Regions from separate parts of the Gadus morhua genome. Here region 1 is linked to region 2. A link is a contact called in public Hi-C data. All regions are on one chromosome and are shown on one strand. Each heading gives the region's core, a stretch centred on a gene start, on an enhancer-like site or on the middle of the called end of the contact. The rest is flanking DNA. Distances are from core to core; before and after follow the strand shown. Region 1 holds the start of LOC115534304 (kelch repeat and BTB domain-containing protein 11-like). Region 2 holds the start of snx14 (sorting nexin 14).

What was found. A called contact is a pair of places that touch in the nucleus more often than the background predicts.
Region 1: a contact with region 2 is called in a Hi-C map of blood, with 8 times the contacts expected there. The contact joins the promoter of LOC115534304 here to the promoter of snx14 in region 2. A contact is called at or near these places in 3 of 6 Hi-C or Micro-C datasets (blood, gill and heart).

The regions. Positions count from the first base shown.
Region 1 is chr21:1,981,342-1,986,161 of gadMor3.0, forward strand. It overlaps LOC115534304 (kelch repeat and BTB domain-containing protein 11-like), which reads left to right and starts at 3,162. Exons shown (of 1, transcript XM_030345194.1): 1 at 3,162-4,820. The coding sequence starts at 3,455. The coding sequence ends at 4,708.
Region 2 is chr21:1,807,013-1,811,977 of gadMor3.0, forward strand. It overlaps snx14 (sorting nexin 14), which reads right to left and starts at 1,594. Exons shown (of 28, transcript XM_030345128.1): 1 at 1,366-1,594; 2 at 976-1,128; 3 at 485-605. The coding sequence starts at 1,115. It overlaps LOC115534272 (heterogeneous nuclear ribonucleoprotein Q), which reads right to left. Exons shown (of 12, transcript XM_030345147.1): 11 at 4,117-4,206; 12 at 2,001-3,485. The coding sequence ends at 4,162.

The DNA of each region.
Region 1 (4,820 bases), core at 1,912-4,411, 180 kb after region 2:
GGAGGAGGAGGGGGAGGAGAGGAGGAGAGGAGAGGAGGAGAGGGGGAGGAGGAGAGGAGGAGGAGGAGAGGAGGGGAGGAGGAGGAGAGGAGAGGAGGAGGAGGGGAGGAGGAGGGGGAGGAGGAGGAGAGGAGGAGGAGGAGGAGGGGGAGGAGGAGGAGAGGAGAGGAGGAGGAGAGGAGGGGGAGGAGGAGGAGGAGGAGAGGAGAGGAGAGGAGGGGAGGAGGAGGAGAGGAGGAGGAGGGGAGGAGGAGGGGGAGGAGGAGGAGAGGAGGAGGAGGAGGAGGGGGAGGAGAGGAGGAGAGGAGAGGAGGAGAGGAGGAGAGGGGGAGGAGGAGAGGAGGAGGAGGAGAGGAGGAGGAGGAGGAGAGGAGGAGGAGACCAGAGGAGGAGGAGGAGGAGCTGAGCCCTAACGAGGGTCCGGTTACGTAACGAGAGAGCTCGTCAAACGCCGTTACCCATGATGCACTCCGACTCCTCCGGGACCTCAAGGAGCCAATTAGCCGGCCTGGAGACGCGGCCGCGCTCCGTCCTGACAGGAAGTCAGCACACGCCACTTCCCATCATGCCTCGGGGCTTCCTGGCCGGGGGTTTCTTGTTCGGCAGCGTCTCTCCAGGCCGACGGCCGGTTGATCAGATTAGGGATTGATTAACTGGTGGTTGATTGATTAACTGATGGGTGATTGATTAACTGGTGGTTGATTGATTAACTGATGGGTGATTGATTAACTGCTGGGTGATTGATTAGCTGATGGGTGATTGATTAACTGTAGTGGTCATGCTCAGCCGACGCTAAAACAAAACCATTAGCCCAATCATTAGCGTCGGTGATCGGCGGCTAACGATCCGAGGACGGGTGTTCACGGAACCCGCTCCCCTCCAGCTGCGAGGCATTTCACCAGTGCTAATGGACAGAGAACTGGACTCTGATTGGTCCTGAGGAGAGGGGAGGCGGGCTGGAAGGGTAGGAGCCGGATCTGATTGGTTAATCAGAGAGATGAACTCTTGACCCAAGCTTGAAGCTCACAGGGACTACAAGATCCATCTGGGTATTTAGATTATCGATACATAAATATCTTCGATAGTTATGGACGTTCAGGGAGGGAGTATTGGTATGTGTATCGATCTATCACCATTTGATTAGTGATGTATTTGGACACACACACACACACACACACACACACACACACACACACACACACACACACACACACACACACACACACACACACACACACACACACACACACACACACACACACACACACACACACACAATGTGCATGATGCCCCCAGCTGAGTTAAAATATAATCGAATAATTAAGGAACTAAGAAGAGGTCTGGGCACTGGCGCCATCCATGAGCCACACTGCGGTACTGCAGCGGGCACATTACTGACATCGCAGCTGCTCCAACGTCATGTTAATGAAGTATTTTAAAAAGAGTTTGGTCAACTTAGTTGTAGTACTGGGCGGTAAAACAAGTAAAACTAGTATGGTAGGACAGTAATATTAATAATGCAAAGGATGTTTAAGATAAACCTGTATTGAACCAGACGGAGATATAACAGTGGTATGGTCTAGGTAGGATGCTCGCATTATCAGAACAGTTACATTCACGTTGAGGGCATTTAGCAAACGCTTTTATACAAAGCGTTTGGTACAGTAAGGATGTCAATAGAACCAAGTGCAAAGCCCGAACAATCACTGGATTAACCCATTCCCCGAATACAACAAAGATAACTAGGATAATAATCAGTATCAGTAGTTCTAGGCTACTTGTCGGTGTTATAATTATGTAACAATAATACAGTAGGCCTATTTAGTAACAAATAATAATGCTGAATATATAAAAAGATATAATAATACAATATATAATCATATATAATACAATTTATAGTAATAAATGATAGTAGACTGCCATCTAGCGGTCACACTGCGTCACTGCAGCGGACTTTACTACGACGCGGACGTTTGAAACGTGTTGCTCAAACACAACATGAAATGTGATTAAATAGGCCTCGATATTCAAGTCAATCTTATATCAAGAATAATAAATGAAGAAAAATCTAGACTTGAAACAATCCAACTAACAAATAAACAGATCTACATCCGTTCAAAAGAAAAAATTTAACCGACCTGAGACCTCCTCATCTGCGGTCGGCTCCTCATGACGTCATTAGAGGTGGACGGCGGCGTTTAGGCCGTTATCACCAATAAATAATAATTAATAATTAATCTATTTTTTTAACTTATGATATATTTGATTTAATGTAATTAATTGAATAATTCAATGCATCCGACCTACGTCAAATATCAAGAGTAATTTATCATTTCGTTATGATCGAGGTGCGCGAGACGAGATACAAGGGCTCGCAGACACCTGGACGCTGTCCGTGGACCTGAATAGAGAGAGCGAGAGAGAGAGCGAGAGAGCGAGAGAGCGAGAGAGCGAGAGAGCGAGAGAGCGAGAGAGAGAGAGAGAGAGAGAGAGAGAGAGAGAGAGAGAGAGAGAGAGAGAGAGAGAGAGAGAGAGAGAATATCAGATTGGGTTTGATGTTGCATATTAGACTCTACTCTATGATGATCATTCTAGTCTCTTGTTTTAATTTACATTGTATTATATTGCATTACATTATACTCGCCTTTATTGTATTATGATATATTCTAGTCTACTCTGCTCATTAACATTGTACTGTATTATATATAATTATGATCTATTCTGTTATATATTCTATAAATTCTATTATATTTGGTTCTGCACCATTATATTGTGCGGTACTCAACTCTATTATATATACTCTATTATGCTAAGTTCTAGTCTACTCTATTGTATTATAAACTCTTGTCTATTCAGGCCTGCTTTGATCTGGTTGATCACGTGTCCTCCAGGTGTCACTCTGCTGTAGTAAAACGCTGCGAGCTGCGGGCAGGTGAAGACACCTGCAGTTCTCTGCGTGTCGCACGGTGACGAAACCTAACAGCTTCTCCCGCCGTTCCCACGATCATGGCTGAACGAGCACGAGGAGGTGGAGGAGGAGGAAGAGGAGCAGGAGGAGAGAGAGAGAGAGAGAGAGAGAGAGAGAGAGAGAGAGAGAGAGAGAGAGAGAGAGAGAGAGAGAGAGAGAGAGAGAGAGAGAGAGAGAGAGAGAGAGAGAGAGAGAGAGAGAGAGAGAGAGAGAGGGGAGTAAGAGGAGGAGCAGCAGGAGGAGGGACTGTTCTCCTCCCAGGCTGTTGATACAGCAGTGCAGCGGGCAGGAGGAGCAGGAGGAGCCAGGGGGGCGGGGTTCAGCCCAGTCCGACCCGGGAGAGTCTGCGTGTGTAGCGGGAGATGGAACCGCGCGTGGACCGCGTCAGAGCGAACAGAGTCCGGCGGGGAGCGTGAGGCGTTGAAGGGAGGGAGGACCGGGGCGTATCGGTCACACTCTGGGCTCGTTCTGCTCCCTGAAGCACGCATGTTGGTGAGCAGCGACCGGGTCCCGGGGGGGACTCTCCCCGCCCCGCAGAACCCCGCAGAACTGGACGAGCTGTCGCCCCTTACGTCGGAGAACTGCTACGAGCGACTGTCTCTGGCCAAGAGGCAGGGCCTGTTGGACCTGAAGGAGCGCTGCTACGCCTTCATGAGCGACCACTTCCTGGCGGTGCTGCGGACCCCCGCGGTGTACGGGCGCCTCACGGCGGGGGAGCGGGAGCGCGTGCTGGCGCGGCGCCTGGGCGGCAAGAGGCTGCTGGCCGTGGCGGAGGTCGACGAGGCGCAAGACCGGGTGCTGGGGGGCGGCAGCAGACCCCCCAGCCGGGACAGCAGCCGACCCCAGAGCCCCCTGGACCCCCAGAGCCCCCTGGAGCCCCAGAGCCCCCCGGGGTCGAGCCCGTCCCCGGAGGACCCGCCGCAACACCGACGTCACATTTTCTGCTACGAGGAGCAGACAAAGGAGTGGCGCGCGCTGACCGCGCTGCCGGAGCAGGTGAGCACGCGCGGCGCGGGCATGTGCACGCTCTACAACTACCTGTTCGTGGCGGGGGGGCTGGTCAGGGGGGGCGGCGGCAGCAGGGCGTCGGACCGCGTCTTCTGCTACAACCCGCTGACAGACGCCTGGAGTGAGGCACGCCCCCTGGCGCAGGCGCGCGCTCAGCTTAAGCTCGTAGCCGTGGACGGCCACCTGTTCGCGGTGGGCGGAGAGTGCCTGTTCACGGTGGAGCGCTACGATCCGCGCGTGGACCGCTGGACCCCCGTGGCGGCGCTGCCCAGAGGCGCGTTCGCGGTGGCGCACGAGGCGACGGCGTGCGGGGGGGACCTGTTCGTGTCCGGCGGCTCGCTCTTCTACCGCCTGCTGCGCCTCGACGCGCGGCGCGGTGAGTGGGAGGAGTGCGCCTTCAACGACAGCCGGAAGAAGTCAACGGACATGGTGGCGCACGGGAGCTCAATCTACCGCTTCGACGTAAACCGCGCGCACGGCAGCGTGAACGTTTGCAAGTACAACACGGTGGTGAGGGCGTGGCATGACGGCGCGTCCCATGCGCTCGAAGCCGCGCAGCCGTTCCGCTGCGCCGTGCTGGGGGACCGCATCTTCTGCGTCAACAGGTCCCACGTGCTGCAGTTCGAGGTGGGCGGGGGCCGGGAGCGCTTCCTCCCGGAGGTCCTCGAGACCCCGGCCGGAGCCCGCGGGGCGCTGGTCCCCTTCGTCCTCTCTCTCGGCCAATCAGACTGAACCGCCACGCAGCACCGATAGAACCGACTATAAAACACCGAACTCGGTCCAGTAGGACTGATTCACTGGTCTGTAGGTCTCAATGCTTAATAGGGAACTTTATAACTGTTCC
Region 2 (4,965 bases), core at 344-2,843:
AAAACATCATCAATGACGAAACAAACATAACAACGTCTTAATCATACCGCAACAACAATAAAATATGTTGTCAAGGACTCATAACATGCCTGCACTTAACAAAATAAGCCAGAATATGAGTGGAAATAAATACTAATACAATTAGAAGTTAGACACGCATGCACTTCAGAAAATGCTTGGGGCTAAGCCCCCAGCCCCCAGCCTCTAAATCGTAGTGACGTCCCTGGTCTAAATTATACCGTAACAGCAAAAACATCACCAATCAGCAGGTTTTACATCCATCTATGTTGGTCAATTAATAAAGAACATCAATTTACATTCTCAGCCACTGTGACCGCATGAAATCCACAATTGTATAACGTTTAATCAACCTGAAGCAATTATAAAGTAGTAATTAAACACCGGTGGGCCGGTAGTAAAAAGAAGAAAGTTGTATTTAAATTTAGTTTATCACATGTTTCCCCTGTTAAACCCCGAGCCTCACCTTGCTGCGGGGCCTATCGGTGAAGAGGACGTTGGGCAGCAGGGAGCCGGGCCCGAGGGAGCAGTAGAAGGTGGTGACGCCCGCCAGGAAGGACCAGAACACCAACAGAATGTGGATGTACCTGACGGGGGGGCGTCATGACAACAACCCGTCAATCAACTCACAAACACACATAACTCCACAACTACTTTTGTAGGTTGTATGCTCAACATGTACTTTGTTGCCGTGTTAATGGTTGGGAGAAACACAAAGTCTCCAAATGCGTCTCCACGTATTTGGAGACTTTGTTATTGTCTGGTGTGAACTGTGTGAATTCTGTGCAGTTTGAATCAGAGTGCGTGTGTGAGTGTACCTGCTTGTCTGTCTGTCTGTCTGTCTAACTATATAGAAAACAGATTACGATAGATATAGGAGGTGGTGTCCGGGGATCTACAGAGCTGCGCATGCCCAGACCTCAGCCCCTATCGGCTGACCACCTGAGCGCCGCTCACCTGTTGAGCAGCACGGTGAGCAACAGCAGGGAGGACAGTACGCAGCAGGACAGCGGGTACTGGCGGCCCGCCTCCCGGAGCAGGTCCACCTTCAGCCACCGCCTCAGGTGGCCCAGACATCTCCGGATCAGCCCCGCCATCACGACCCGGGACCTGCGGGTAGAGTGGGTCACCACAGCCGTCACATGACACCGCCACTTTAATAATAGTTGTACAATAAAGTAATAGGATAACTATTTCAGCGAGTTTATGCTAGGTTGAGTACACTGTGGGGCCAGATATCCCTCCCCATCTGGCAGAACTGATGAAGTATCGATGGACTAGTGGCGCTAAGCCTCCTGAACAGAGCGGACGGTGAGCGGTGTTAAACGGTATCAAACAGGGACGAACCGGACGGGTTGTGACGGCACCACGCACCGCGTCCCGCAGAAACACTCCGAGCGGTCACTGGTTACGATGGTTTCACCCGAGTAGGTTCTTCTTTTCCATGTTTTAAACTCCACCACTTCACTGACAGCCGTTTGTTTTCCAGTCTGGAGGACGAGTTCCGGTTTGGAGCGCCTGGTATGGGCTCCGGCAGGACCCGGATGAGTGGAGTCAGAGGACGGGGCGGGGCGGAGAGAAGTTCCGGTTGGGCGCGCCTGGTTGGTCCTTCGGCGGGATCAAGAGGAGCGGAGTCAGAGGACGGGGCGGGACGGAGGGCAATGTAATTACTAAACTTTTGTTCAATAATAATATAAAAACACAAACCAGAAAACATTGAAACCAACAGGCGCTTCATAAATTGACCTTTAACTGCCAACCTTCCAGAGGCTTTAAAACACGTAATCCCTAATCCAAAGGATTAGATAAAACAGAATAGTTTAGATATCAACATTGACTGATTCAATTATTTAGTGCATATGTTGAAAATAAAATAATTATTGGTATTCAAATTCAGTGGTGTGTAATTATGAGTAAACAAATCTCATGAAACCAAACGCTTAATATACATAGATAAAAAACACATAATTAACAACAAGACAAATGTTTTATTTAATAACTTTATTAGAAAAATAAGTTTACTTCGCCTCAATGTATAGTATAAAACAATGTATTTGCAAGAATGCAAACACCCGTTAGCCACATACACACAATAACCTTGTTTGAAATGATGTTGACGTAGACACGGAGTGCGGAGGATGTAACAGACATTGGACGAGTCAAGGACCCAACGTGAGTGACAGGACAACACAGCCAATAGCAGGGCCGCTACTGTTAATGATTACTTTAATAAGAACAAAACACGCAAAACCACCTCTTCCATGTTTTCCATGTGAAACTCCAGATGAACTTGGTTACATGACTGGATTTTTTAAGTCTATTTTTAACAATAAAAATACTGATACAACTACACAATGACAGACAGGCCATAATTAATTCTCAATTGAATCTTTTACGTATTAGAAATTAGTCAGCACAGAAGTGTAAATGTTTTAAAACACAAAAGCCCCACGTTTTGGAGTCCGAACAAAATGTTTTTTTTTTCCTATTTACCAAACCTTTTCTGTGCAGTTTTCCAATCTCAGACAAGACTTCAATACGAGTTCACACTTTGAAGGGGACATATACCACCAGGTGTGTTCTGATTCGCCGTTACAAGCCGTTTCGAAAATCTGCCCCATATGACATCACTAGTGGGCGTGTCCACCTAGATGTGTGCTGGATAGATCAGTCTACCAGCCTACCCAGTGGACTGAAGCAAACGTTGCTCAACTATCCAGCACAGATCTAGGTGGACACGCCCACTAGTGATGTCACAAGGGACATATTTTCGAAACGGCTTGTAAGGCTAATCACACTCACATCTGGTGGTATAATATGTCTCCTTTAAAAACAGAGCGGGTGAAGGTGACCCCTGGAAGCTCAGCACGCCTAGCTCCTCCCTTGCGGCCCGCCCTCACTCCTTACACAAACGCACCTCCAGACATCATTTTTTAGCACAAAAGCGTCGACTGGTGTGAATCATAGACGTTATAAAAAAAGTTAAGACTGAGCACCCATCGAGGAAGAACGAGGAAGACTTTGAATCTCCTCTCTACAGGGGGGGGGGGGCCCGCCGCCCACCGCACCGCCCACGGGTTCAAAGACTCGCAACCCGAAAACAAACACTAAAAAAAAAAATTATACAAAAACGAAAAAAAAAAAATTAAAAAAAACGCACAAAGTACACAAAAAAGAGACACACAATCTTGATAGTCTTCGCTCTCCAGAGCTCAGCAGCGAGGTCTGTCGACCTGATTGTTCAGGCTCATTGGATGAGGACCGTCCCACATCACGTCCGCACAGCAGGAGAACCGTGCAGCTCACCGGCGGCCAGGCAGGTGCTTGTGCATATTCACGAGGGGTTGGGGTTTGGGGGGGGGGGGAGGGGAAGGGGTGGAGCAAAGGTGGAAGGGGCGGAGCAAGGTGTTGGGAGGGGGCGTGCCTCTAAAAATGAGGTAGTTGACCCATCCTTCAACTTGACAGTCCTTAAAAAAGAAAAAAAAAAAAAAGCAAATAAAAAGCAAAATATCTCTGGACACTCCGCCCTGCCCCCCCAGTCACCACGGCAACAAACTCATCTCTCCCCCCCCCCCCGCCCCTGTTCAGTCATGACGCGATCGCTTGGGTCGGCCGGCCCCTCCGATCTTCGTCCGTATAAAAGTGCAAAGACAACACCGGAGAGACGATCACGTGATACAGCCTCCCGACTGGGATTGGTGGAGCCAGGAGGTCGGGGTAGGGGGCGGGGTCTCGGTGGAAGATGGGAGGGAGGAGGTAGGAGATGGGGAGGGGGGGGGGAGAGAAAAAGGGAGAGGCTGGAGGGATGAGGGAGAAAGGAGAGATGTGGGAGGGAGGAGAGAGAAGGGGGAGGGAGGGAGAGAAGGGGGAGGGAGGAGGGAGGAGACACGGGGGGAGGCAGGAGAGATTAGGGAGACAAGAGATGGGGGAGGAGTGGAGAGAAGGGGGAGGGAGGAAGGGACAAGAGACAAGGAGGGAGGAGAGAAGGAGAAGGGGGTTCACGAGCTTCATCATAAAGTAAACGCAGACGGACGCAGGCAGGTGTTCTCTCTCTCTCTCTCTCTCTCTCAGGGGATTATCCGAGTCATGTGACCTTACCATCCTGTCCAATGGCAGCGTCTGGCCCGCCCCCAGGCGCACTCTTCACTGGAAGGCGGCGTCCGGACCGGAGCAGCGGACCCCTCTGCCCTGCTAGCCAGGTCACAAAAGGAAGCAGTTAGACTCACAGCACATGGCGTCAGTACATCTCTACAGGGCCTCAGAACGCCGTGGCGCTCGGCAGGGACAACACTGAGCTGCCCGGGGCCTGGATGGAGACACGGCAGAGAGAAGGGCGACACAGTTAGGCACGATCGACGCGGAGTCGAGCGTTTATCGGCAATCGTTGCCGACTTGGCGTACCGTGGTTCGGAGCGTTTTGGCTGCGACTGGGTTAGACATTGAGGGGGGGAAAAAACAACGGGACATAATCATAGCCAATCATGCGTGCGGATTATGTCAGATCACGTCGCTTGCAGGGTCAACATGCGTGTTAGTAGACCTGGGATCTCATTAAGCCAATCAACAAATCGCGTGGATTTCCGTCAGCAGAAGCTCGTTGTTGTATCCATGAGGAGATCACAAGCAATCAGCCACACCGATGGGAGAAGGTTTGATCAGCGGAGCTATTGAGGGGGAATTATGACGGCATACAGGTTCAGGGGCCGGACTGGCATCAGACTGGGAGGGGGCATTAGACTGGGAGTGGGCATTAGACTGGGAGGGGACATCAGACTGGGAGGGGACCTTAGACTGGGAGGGGACATCAGACTGGGAGGGGACCTTAGACTGGGAGGGGACATCAGACTGGGAGGGGACCTTAGACTGGGAGGGGACATCAGACTGGGAGGGGACCTTAGACTGGGAGGTGACCCTAGACTGGGAGGTGACCCTAGACTGGGAGGTGAC